Linked DNA regions of Oryctolagus cuniculus: region 1 is linked to region 2. A link is a contact called in public Hi-C data. All regions are on one chromosome and are shown on one strand. The core of a region is the stretch at or near the end of the contact, and the rest is flanking DNA. Distances in the headings are between cores, read along the strand shown. Region 1 holds the start of CORO2A (coronin 2A). Region 2 overlaps NANS (N-acetylneuraminate synthase).

Region 1 (5,855 bases), core at 825-3,324, 98 kb before region 2:
GGGCAGAGGGTGGGGAGCACCTGGACATGTGTGGCCTGGACATGTGTGGCAGATCGCTTGGAGCTGGCCGTGTCGGGGCACCGGCAGGGCGGGGAAGGTGCCTGGCCCATCCTGGTCCACTCGGGTCCGAAGGAAAATGGGCTGCATTTTGTAGCAGACCTGTGTGGTTTCCTAGGTAGGGGGTCCCAGGTGGGTCAGTGTTCCTGTGCGTGCAATGTCCAGGTGGTAGCCTTGCATGGCCGGGCCAGGACTCGGGGTGTGGGGGAGGGAAGGTGCCCCAGGGATTCAGACCTAAGGCCTAAGTGAAGAGACGCTGAGATGCCTCAGCCTGGGGAAGGGTGTAGCACCTACTTCTCAGGTGTAACTCGAGTCAGAACAACACGGAGCCAGACCACGAGGCGTTCACGGACTGTGCCCACAGGCACCTTTGAAACTCCAGCGTGGGAGCCGCGTTGCGCCCCAGCCACACCACCATCCCCTAGGAGCTCTGGCTTGAGTCCTGCCTGCTCCACGGCCAGTCCAGGCCCCTACTCCTCCTGGGAAGGCAGCAGCAGATGGCTCAAGTGCTTGGGCCCCTGCCACCCACGTGGGAGACCTGGAGGAAGGTCCTGGCACCTGCTTCAGCCCGGCTATTGTGGCCACTGGGGGAGTAGATCGGCAGTTGGAAGATTCCCCCACTCCCCGTGCCTTTCAAATAAATAAATCTTTAAAAAGAAAAACACTCCTGTATGCGGACACCTGAAGCGAGCATTTGGTCCAGCTCCCAAAGGCTGAGGCCCATCCTGGCCACTGGGAGGTAGGCAGGCGTGGCCCAGTCACCCACGAGCACCAAGTGACAGGCTTTGGCTCTGGCTCGTCTTTGTGAGATCATCAAGAGCTTGGCCTCTCAGCCTCAATTTTCCTATCTATGAAATGGGTGTGGCGATGGGCTGAACAGAAGGGTTGCAAGGATTAAGTTAAATATGCAGTATATCGGCCGGCGCCGCGGCTCACTAGGCTAATCCTCTGCCTAGCGGCGCCGGCACACCGGGTTCTAGTCCCGGTCAGGGCGCCGGATTCTGTCCCGGTTGCCCCTCTTCCAGGCCAGCCCTCTGCTGTGGCCAGGGAGTGCAGTGGAGGATGGCCCAAGTGCTTGGGCCCTGCACCCCATGGGAGACCAGGAAAAGCACCTGGCTCCTGGCTCCTGCCATCGGATCAGCGCGGTGCGCCGGCCGCAGTGCGCCGGCCGCGGCAGCCATTGGAGGGTGAACCAACGACAAAGGAAGACCTTTCTCTCTGTCTCTCTCTCTCACTGTCCACTCTGCCTGTCAAAAAAAAAAAAAAAATGCAGTATATCATGTGCTCTGTTATGCACTCAGCGTTATACTGAGCGCCTAGAGTGGCCCACGCCAGACTCCACTGAACAAAAGAGCTCTTCTCACAACAGGTAGAACGGCGCAGTGGCTATGAGCCTGGGCTTGGGAGCCAGCCGCCTGGGGTTGAAGCACTTGCTGTGTGGCCCTAAGCCAGGTACCTAACCTCTCTGGGCCTCAGGTGTAACACAGGTACAGGGTCGTGTGGCGGAAACGGTCTGTAACACAGGCCGTGTTCAGAGCAGGGCGGCTGATGGCAATACCAAAGGCCTCCCAGGGCCGGCGGGTCTGGGCAGCAGCGCCCCCTCCCGGCCGCCGAGGGCACGAAGGCGTCGGCTGCGACACTCCGGGGCCCGCCCTGCTCTCGGCGGCCAGGCGCGCTGGGCAACCTCGGCAACCGCTCTCAACAGCCCTCCGGGGCAGACCTGGCTCCTGCGTCCATCTCCCCAGGGGGGAAACCGAGGCCCCGGGAGGTCGAGTCCCGGGCCCCAGGCCACGCAGCGAGGCAACGGACGCGAAGCCGCCTGGGAGTGTCTGGCCCCGGGTTCGCTGGCCAGGCAGCCCGCCCTGGTCCCTGCGGCGCGCGCGCGCCGTGCGTGTGTGTGTGTGCGTGTGCGCGCCCCGAGTCCGGCCCCGGGGCCCAGGGGTGCGACCCTGGTGGGCTGGGGAGGGGCGGCGGCCGGTGCGGAGCCGCGGGGCTGGCGGGCGGGGGGGCGTGGCTAGCGCCGGGCCCCCGCCCCGCCCCTGGCCCCGCCCGCCGGGCTTGGGGGGAGGCGGCGGCGGCGGCGGCGGCGGCGCTGGGCGCGGGGACTCGGCGGGCGGCGAGCAGCGCGGAGCCGGAGCCGGACGCCGCCGCCGCCACCTGCGCGGCCGCCAGCAAGGTAAGGCGGCCGCGAGCCGCCGGCCGTGCCTCCCCAGTCTGCGCGAGGCGGGCGGGACGTGCGCGCGCTGCTCCTCCCTGCCGCAGGTCGGGGACTGGGAGCGCTGCGGGGCTGGGCGCGCCGCGGGGGCGCCGGCCCCCAGCCCCTCCGCGTGACCTTGCACAAAACTGCTCCGCTCCCATCGGGAGCTGAGAGGGGCCGCCGCAAGGTGCGGGCGCCCGACGACGCGGGGCCTGGCTGGGGCACGGTCCGTGCCGCCCGCGGTGAGGGCGGCTCGCCCTGGGCGCGGCCCGCGGGTCCCGACAGGCCCCTGCCGTGGCCCGCGGAACCCGAGTCGGGACCTTCTCGGTCGTGGTCGGGTGAACTGATGGGCCGCAGCCTCCCAGGACGGGAAACGTGGGAGAGATGGCACTCCCCGGTCCTTGCGGAGCCGACCTGCGCGTGCGGTGGGGCGGGCGGGCGGAGTCTGCGGGCCGAGACCGGCCGAGACCCCGGGGATTGGAGGAGCTCTGAGCTGGGGGTGGCGGACCCTTGGCCGCAGACCTGCCTCTGCCAGACCCGTGCAGGCACTCATCCGAATCCAGAGCACGGTGGAGATGGCCCCATCGCCTCCCCCGCCCAGGCCAGGTGCTGGGGGCCAGCGCTGGTGAGCCGCGGCTGACTCCTAGCCACGCCTGGACCTCAGAGGGGCCGCAGCGCCGCGCGGCTGTGTCTACAGGGCTCATGGGCGTGGGACAGAGCTCGGGTCTTGGGGTGGGAGTGGGGTGTCTCCGGCTCTCTGGGTACAAAAGACCGCTGGCGTCTGGTGGTCTTGCCGCCCTGTTGCACACTCCTGGTGACGGGGATCTCACTAGCTGCGCCCTGAGCTGGAGCCTGCTTCCCGAACTGCCCATCTCGCGCCTCCTGCACGGCACAGGGACAGCGTCTGACCCCGCCTCCCCGCCCCAGGTCTGGACGAAAGGGAACAAAGTCCAGAAGAGGAAGCCGAGGTGTGTGCGGCGGGGGTGGGATGTGGGGCGGTCTGGAGCCCCGCTGAGTGGCAGGGCTCCTGAGCGCCTCTGTCTTGGCCCTCCCTGCCTGCCCCTGGGTCTTCTTCCGCCTTCCCTGCTGCCTGCTGTGATGGAGAGAGCAGTTCTGGGAATCCGTTCTGGGCACGTCCCCTACACACACACACACACACACACACACGGGAAAGGCTGCCTGGACAGGTGGTGAGCTCTGTGTGGTCCTAGGTATTCAGGCAGGATTCTAGGGCTGGACTAGAGTGACCCTGACCTTGCCCTGTAGCCATGGTGGAGCTACACAGGCCTTGGAGCTGGACCACAAATGGGTGTTATTATCTCCTTGTAAAAACAGACTAAGCGTACGCGCCCGCGCCCGGCTCCAGTGCCCAGGCCTAAGTGCTACCTGAGTCTACACCTGTATTACAGCCTGGGCCCCGTCTCCTGCTCAGCGACCTCAAGTCATTCTGGCCCGATTCAGGTTAACAAAAATCGTCCTGTCCTGCTGATTTGTAAGTGCACCGTGGAGCTATGGGGTGTCTGAGCTGAAAGGGGTCTCTAGTAGTCAGGTCACCCAACCCCTCCTTTTACAAAGAGGCATCCCCCATCCCTGTTAGGGAGGTGACTGTCCCACCGCAAGCCCAGGGAGCCTGATGCCGAGACCAGAAGTTTCTGTTTGTGCTTAAGGAAGACAGTCTGCACTTGCTCCTAGGGACACCGTGGAGAGAAATGTGAATGTGCAAAGCTCCCTGCTGGCTGGGAGAGGGAGTGGGGGGAGCCCGGTGGACCCTGAAAGCAAGCCTACCTGCCCTTTGTCCCTGGCCTGCTCCTCTGGGGACTTTACCCTAAGGAGGGGACTGATAAGTTGTCTTAGAGTACAGAAGCTCTAGCGTTTTATCTGGGGCTGCCTCCCATCGCATCTCACTTGAAAAGTTGAGCTTAAAAGGTAGTGGTGGCCTAAGGCTGCTCCAGGCAGTGGAATCCAGGGAGAAAGTCAGCAGCCGGATTCCAGGAGAAACCTTCCTGTGTCCCATGGGGGGACCTTGGACCCGCCCCTTCCCTCTCTGAACCTCACTTCTCCCATCTGTAAAATGGGAGCCTGCTCCATCGCAGCTGAATCTGTCTCAGCTCTGAGAACCCACGTTCTAGACTTAGCGAATCACTGTGGCAGAGCCTTTCATTGGAAGGCGTGACCACCAAAGAATGTTCCAGCTCCCTCCCCCATCATTAAATTAATGTCCTTAGATGCAAGCAAGCTGGTTTTTTCCCACTTGGGAAGGCTTAAGCAAGCCCCACACTTCTGTTATTTCCATGTGGCGGCAGCCTAGGCTGTTCCGGACTGGGGAGTGTTTTCATCTTCTCTCAAGATCTCAGGAGGACCAGAGAGAACCCCGCAGCACCCTCTGGCCTGTGGATCTACACTTGGAGCCTGTGGGTCTGCACTTGGAGGTGCTTTGCAGGTTACTGGCCAGGAGCAGACAGTGCCACTTCTGTGGACAAACACTAGTGGGCGCTGTGGGACACATACTGGGTTAAACTACGTGAAACAGCCACTATCCGACCATTTTTAACCGACAAAATGTGCCCATTTGGCTCAGCCCAGGTGGAAGAAGATATAATTAGAGACGTAATCACCGCTGCCTACTGTAATTGAGAGACCGGCAGGATGCAGGGGGGCCTGGGCAGGTGTGATTATAAGCTGGACACGTCAGGGAGGTGGGTGGAAGAGCCTCACCCGGAGGGGCTGAGCACGGTGCGTGCCTGCCGTCCCGTGTTCCATCCCGTCGTTCAGCCAGCGTTCGCTCAGCACCTACCTTGCGCTGGGTGTGAGCTCGGGGGTGTGGGCGGCGTCTGACAGCCTGGTGCACCAGAAAGATCAGCCTGAAGGAGCTCGCTCATCATCACACGGGGAAACGGGCAGATCATAGGCACTCAGTGAGATGGACAGTGGGCAATGAGATGGAACCGATGGAACCGCGGAGGAGGTCACGGTGTGGCGGGGAGCACGGGAGCTGAGCTGCCATGATTACAGGGCGCTCCGGGGGGCTCCCGGAGAGGCTGACCTGTGCCGTCGAGGTGAAAGACACAGCCTGTGCAAAAGCCAGAAGCTGGGACCCCGCCTGGCATGTTCCCAGAAGAGCAGACTGGAGCAGAGCCGAGAGAAGCAGGGGAGACAGGAGACAAAGGCTCTCGGCCACACTGTGTGCCCTGCCCGTGCAGTGTGGAAGCCTGCTGTTGTTTGTTTTTTAGTTCGGGACCAAAGGTACAGAGAGGTTAGTGACTTGCTGAAGCAGGGTCTTGGGGTGAAGCTGGGGCATCCCGCGAGGGCACCGGGGAGCCATGGAAGACTTTGAGACAGGGCAGGGGCAGGCCAGGGCTGAGGATGCTGCAGTGTGAGCGTGGTGGCCCCAGGGTCTCTCTGTTGAAATCCTCGCTGGCCAGGGCGTTCGGCATGGTTGAGTCAGGAAGGCGCAGCCCTCGTGATGGGATCTGTGTTCTTAAAGGAAAGGCCCCAGGGGTCGGCCCTGTGTAGTGGGCTAAGCCTGCGATGCCGACATCCCCCATGGGTGCCGATTCGAGTCCCAGCTGCTCCTCTTCCGATCCAGCTCCCTGCGTCTGGC
Region 2 (5,576 bases), core at 1,861-4,360:
GCTGCACTATAAAGACGCGTTATTTTTCAATGTCTAAAAACTCCTTTGAAAGGCAGAGAGACAGAGATCGTCCCGGGCCACACACCTGGGCCAGGGCGGAGCCAGGAGCTGGGGACTCAGTCAGTGTCCCCCACAATGGGCGGCAGGGCCCCTACTGCGAGAGGCCCCCTGCTGCCTCCAGGGTCCATAGGAAGCTGCAGAGAAAGCAGAGGAGCTGGGGCTCCAACCCAGGGCCCCAGTGCAGGATTGCGTCCCCCAAGCAACATCTTAACCACTGCACCAAACACCCCCCCCAACACTGAGCATTGTTCACACACACTTTAGGATTTAGTGTTCCAAATGGAAGTACTTGTTAAAGGAATCACTCTGGGAAAGGCTGTGGGCTTATTCCAAAGATAATACTAGGAACAAAATATAAGCCTGTTCAAGGGCCCTGGCTGGAGAGGATCTTTTTCATCACTTACTTATTTTTTTTTAAGTTTTTTATTTATTTGAGAGGTAGAGTTACAGACAGAGAGAGGGAAAGAGAAAGGTCTTCCTTCCGCTGGTTCATTCCCCAAATGGCCGCAACGGCTGGAGCTGTGCGGATCTGAAGCCAGGAGCTTCTTCTAGGTCTGCCCCATGGGTAGGAACACTTCAGCCACCTTCTACTGCTTTCCCAGGCCATAGCAGAGAGCTGGATTGGAAGAGGAGCAGCCATGACTAGAACCGGCGCCCATATGGGACGCTGGCGCCGCTGGCACCACAGGCAGAAGATTAACCTACTACACCTGGCACCGGCCCCGTAACTTACTTCTTACTAAGTCAGTTCAGATCATTTTGACCAGGGGCCAGCGTTATGGCACAGCAGGTTAAGGCACCACTTGTGACGACGGCATCCCATACTAGTGCACTGGTTTGGTTCCAGGCTGCTCTATTTCCAATCCAGCTCCCTGCTAATGCACCTGGGAGGCAGTGGACAATGGTCCTAGTATTTGGGCTCCTGCCACCCATGTAGGAAACTAGGATGGAGATCCTGACTCTTGGTCTCAGCCTGGCCCAGACCTGGCTGTTGTGGCCATTTGAAGAGTGGCCATTTGAACAAGTAGATGGAAGATCTCTCTCTCTGTTGTTCTGTATTGCAAATAAATAAATAAACCTTTTTTGAACAGGACTCTTAGGCCTATTCACATTTGGCACCACAATAATTGTATATTTCCTGAACCCAAACTTGCAGTTCAAGGACAAGGGCTTGGCTACCCCAGTGACTGACTTCTACCACAGTACCTAAGGAGCGATTCCAAACTCTTCTGTGCCAACAGCACACAAAACAGCCCAGGGTCCCAGCTTCAGCCCCAGCCCAGCCCTGATGCTTGCGAGCATCTAGGGAGTGAACAAGCAGATGTGGGTGCTCTCTCTCTCTCTGCCTGTCAGATGAATAAACATACAAACTTTTAACAAGTGCTTCGCGAGTCATAAAAGTATGCTTGGGCCGGCACGGCGGCTCACTAGGCTAATCCTCCGCCTAGCGGCGCCGGCACACCCGGTTCTAGTCCTGGTCGGGGCACCGGATTCTGTCCCGGTTGCCCCTCTTCCAGGCCAGCTCTCTGCTGTGGCCCGGGAGTGCAGTGGAGGATGGCCCAGGTGCTTGGGCCCTGCACCCCATGGGAGACCAGGAGAAGCACCTGGCTCCTGGCTCCTGCCATCGGATCAGCGCGGTGCACCGGCCACAGCGCGCCGGCCGCGGCGGCCATTGGAGGGTGAACCAACGGCAAAAGGAAGACCTTTCTCTCTGTCTCTCTCTCTCTCACTGTCCACTCTGCCTGTCAAAAAAAATAAAAAATAAATAAAAAAAGTATGCTTGGGGGTGAGCACTGTGGTGGAGTGGGTAAAGGCGCCACCTTCTGTGCTGGCATCCTATATGGGCACTGGTTCATGTCCCAGCTGCTCCATTTCTAATCCAGCTTGCTGACAACCCACCTGGAAAAGCAGGAAAATATAGCGCAAGTGTGTGGGACCCTGTACTCTGTGGGAGACCCAGATGAAGCTCCAGGCTCCTGGCTTCAGCCTGGCCCAGCCCTGGCTGTTGTGGCCATTTGAGGTGTGAATCAGCAAATGGAAGAGCTTTCTCTGTCTCTGTCACTCTGTGTAACTGCCTTTCAAATAAATAAATAAATTAAAAAAAAAAAAAAAAGATTCTCAGCTCTCATCCAATATCCACTTCTGGGAAGTTACCCCAGGGAAACAAATCAAAACACAGGAAAAAGTGTTCATCTCTCGGAGCTGGTGCTGTGACGTAGTGGGTAAAGCTGCCACCTGCCGTGCCAGCATCCCATATGGGCGCAGATTCAAGTCCCGGCTGCTCCACTTTCGAGCCAGCTCTCTGCTATAGCCTGGGAAAGCAGTAGAAGATGGCCCCCCATGGGAGACTCGGAGGAGGCTCCTGGCTCCTGGCTTCAGATTGCCACAGCTGCGGCCATTGTGGCCATCTGGAGAGTGAACCAGCGGATGGAAGACTGAATCTCTCTCTTTCTCTTTCTCTCTCTCTGTCTCTGCCTCTGTAACTCTGCCTTTCAAATAAATAAATAAACAACTCTTTTTAAAAATGTTCACCTCAGTATTACTTACTAGTACAAAAAACTGAAAGTAACTTAAGTCCAGAAGCAGAGGAATGGTTAGGTAAGTCGTAGTACAGCCCCCCAAAAAAATCCTTCCTGCTGTCAGAACCTTCACCCTATGTTAGCTTGAGAAGCACACACAGAAGGAAGTGTCATAAACCACGCAAACAACACAGCCAGGCAATGACACGCCTGTGTGAGGAGCCCCCAGGGGGACACATCAAAATAGCCGCTGTACTGTGCTTACAGGTCAGCCCCCCCCCGGCCCAGCATATTTTCTCCTGTTCTCTAAACTTTCCATCACACTCCATTATTTTTACAACTAAATATTTTCACATTTGAAAAAAAAAAAAAAAAAAAAAAAGCACACGAAGGAATTGTGAGGCCGTTTGTAGAGCAAACAAGTCCAAGACCTGACACAGCTCGGCTCTTCCAGGACGCTGGCATGGCCATGCTGAAGCCACTCCCTTCTGGAGGATGCCACGTCACCCCACCCAGGCCAGTCGGCGCTGGGTGTCCCAGCTCCTACCGCAGCCCACTTTCCCCAGGCGGACCCAGGCTTGACTCAGGACCCTGGGAGGGGCCGGCATGGCTGCCCTCTCTCCCAGAGACAGCCTGTTTTAAAGCTCACAACTTCTCACAACTCTCGCTCAGCCTTGGCACCTGTTGCTTCCCACTTGGATGGACACAGAAGTGCCAGCAAGGGCAGCAGCTGGTTCTAGGCCCAAAGCCGCCAGGCCGGCTCTGTCCCCTGGGGGTGCGGAGGCTCACCTCGTCCATGCCGGAGGCGGTGAAGAAGATGCCCACCTCCTGGGCAAACCTCTGCAGCTCGCGGTACTGCGCGTGGCTGAACTCCAGGTGCCGCTTGTGCTCCCCGTACGTCTTCCCCCAGGAGTGCTTCGAAGTGTATGGCCTCTCCAAGGCTTTCCGATTGAACTTGAATTCCAGCTCGCTCTTCTGGAACTTGGCACAGTCAGCTCCACACTCCTGCAACACACAGTGGGCGCCGTGCAGAAATGCTGGGGCCACTGCTTTTGAAAGAGATGTTAAGAACCCCCAAAGAGGAGGAACAGGAAAAACAAGAAAGGCCAGAAGGAAGAAAAAGTTGTTTTGGAACAGGAGACACCCTCCCGGGCCCTCATTTCCCCCTCTTACACTAGGCGCGGGGTGGGGTGTGTGTGGCTTTTTGCTCTATTTCGCGTTGCGATATTCACAATAATGAATCAAAGGCTGAAGGAAGACGTTCAGTTACGACACTCTGCAGAGGACAGCATGACGAGCACTGGGTCAGGATTTAGGAAAGGAAGATCCTCTTAATGCTGCCCTAACTCATCGAGCATTTCCGGTCTCTGGACTCAGTTTCTCCGTCTACGCAAAGAGCAATGTAGCAGGACTTGAAAGCTGTTCTAAGGAGTCCCTGGGCCCTGACTTCAACCACAGCAGCTCTGCTTTCAGCTACATGTGCTTTTCTGCAGGACATTTTGTTTGAGCAACAGGTTCTGCAGCAAAAAGCAAACAGGCAAACGTGAGAAGCAGCCACCCTAGGTGATCTCAACTGAGCAGAAGCAATAATACAGAAGCTGGCTGGTGCCACGGCTCACTAGGCTAATCCTCTGCCTGCGGTGCCGGCACACCGGGTTCTAGTCCCGGTCGGGGCGCCGGATTCTGTCCTGGTTGCTCCTCTTCCACTCCAGCTCTCTGCTATGGCCTGGGAGTGCAGTGGAGGATGGCCCAGGTCCCTGGGCCCTGCACCCCATGGGAGACCAGGAGAAGCACCTGGCTCCTGGCTTCGGATTAGCACAGTGCGCCGGCTGCAGCAGCCATTGGAGGGTGAACCAACAGAAAAGGAAGACCTTTCTCTCTGTCTCTCTCTCTCACTGTCCACTCTGCCTGTCAAAAAAAAAAAAAAAAAGAAGAAGCTACAATTTTGTTGCCAATCTCCCTCCAAAATCCTAGGATGGCTTCCAAAAAACTACTCAACAGGAAGATTAAGTAAAAGCTTTTAAAGCCGCACCTTACTGCCATTCCTGTAGATGCTGAGGTTTTCCTGCTGTTGAAAACTTCTTGGGGGCTGGTGCTGTGGCATAGTGAGTTAAGCCGCTACCTACAGCGCTGGCATCCTATATGGGCCCCGGTTTGAGTCCCGGCTGCTCCAGAACCAATCCAGCTCCTTGCTAATGCACCTGGGAAGTAGGGGAGGATGGCCCAAGTGCTTGGGTCTGAGGCCACATGGGAGCCTGGAACGAAGCTCCTGGCTCCTGACTTCGGCCTGGCCCAGCCCCTGGCTGTTGCAGCTATTTGGGGAGTAAACTAGCAGAGGGAAGACTTCTCTATCTTTGCCTCTCCCTCTCTGTAACTCCACCGTTGAAATAAACAAACAAATCTTAAAAAAAAAATTTTTTAAATAAAACCTCTTGGGTTCAGACAGTGCCACTCCTAGAAAAATATCAAGATGGCACAGTCAGGAAAGAAGTTCAAAGACCCTTAGAATGGAGAGTGACCCTGGGCAACAGTTTTATCACCTAGATGAAGATCCCAGGGCCTTCAGTGAGCTGCCCAGCACTGCCCAGATCCCCTTCCTAAGGCAGCAGAACATGTGTGCCCTGGCCCATCCCTGCAGCCTGCACTCACTGCTGACCAGGCCTCCAGTGAGCTGCCAAGGAGACTTTTGAAGACTGCAGCTTCTGGATCTCTTTGCCTCTCACTTCCACATAAGGAGTAAACTTGTTCTAATGAAGTTAGGGAACTTGTTGCCAGGGAACTGGCGTAGAGGATAAAGCCTGCAAGGTTAGCATCCCATAGTGGCTCCGGTTTGAGACCCTACTGCTCCACTTCTAGTCTAGCTTCCTGTTAATGCGCCTGGGAAAGCAGCCAAAGTTGGCCCAAGTGCTTGGGCCCCTGCACCCATGTGGGAGACCTGGATGAAGCTCCTGGCTCCTTGTTTTGGCCTGGCTCAGCTCTGGCTGTTGGAGACATTTG

The links. A called contact is a pair of places that touch in the nucleus more often than the background predicts.
Region 1: a contact with region 2 is called in a Hi-C map of an unstated tissue, with 2.1 times the contacts expected there. The contact joins the promoter of CORO2A here to the enhancer-like site in region 2. A contact is called at or near these places in 2 of 6 Hi-C or Micro-C datasets (ear pinna and an unstated tissue).

Annotation. Positions count from the first base shown.
Region 1 is chr1:201,926,501-201,932,355 of mOryCun1.1, reverse strand. It overlaps CORO2A (coronin 2A), which reads left to right and starts at 2,074. Exons shown (of 12, transcript XM_070054847.1): 1 at 2,074-2,233. TBC1D2 (TBC1 domain family member 2) reads left to right here. Exons shown (of 13, transcript XM_070054862.1): 13 at 1-721.
Region 2 is chr1:201,830,310-201,835,885 of mOryCun1.1, reverse strand. NANS (N-acetylneuraminate synthase) reads right to left here. Exons shown (of 6, transcript XM_002707953.5): 2 at 3,369-3,584. Among named protein-coding and RNA genes, the nearest start is that of NANS, 6.2 kb to the right of the region's middle. Within about 2 kb of position 3,110, at least 1 of the 8 cell types and tissues checked has an H3K27ac peak or open chromatin away from gene starts, as enhancers often do.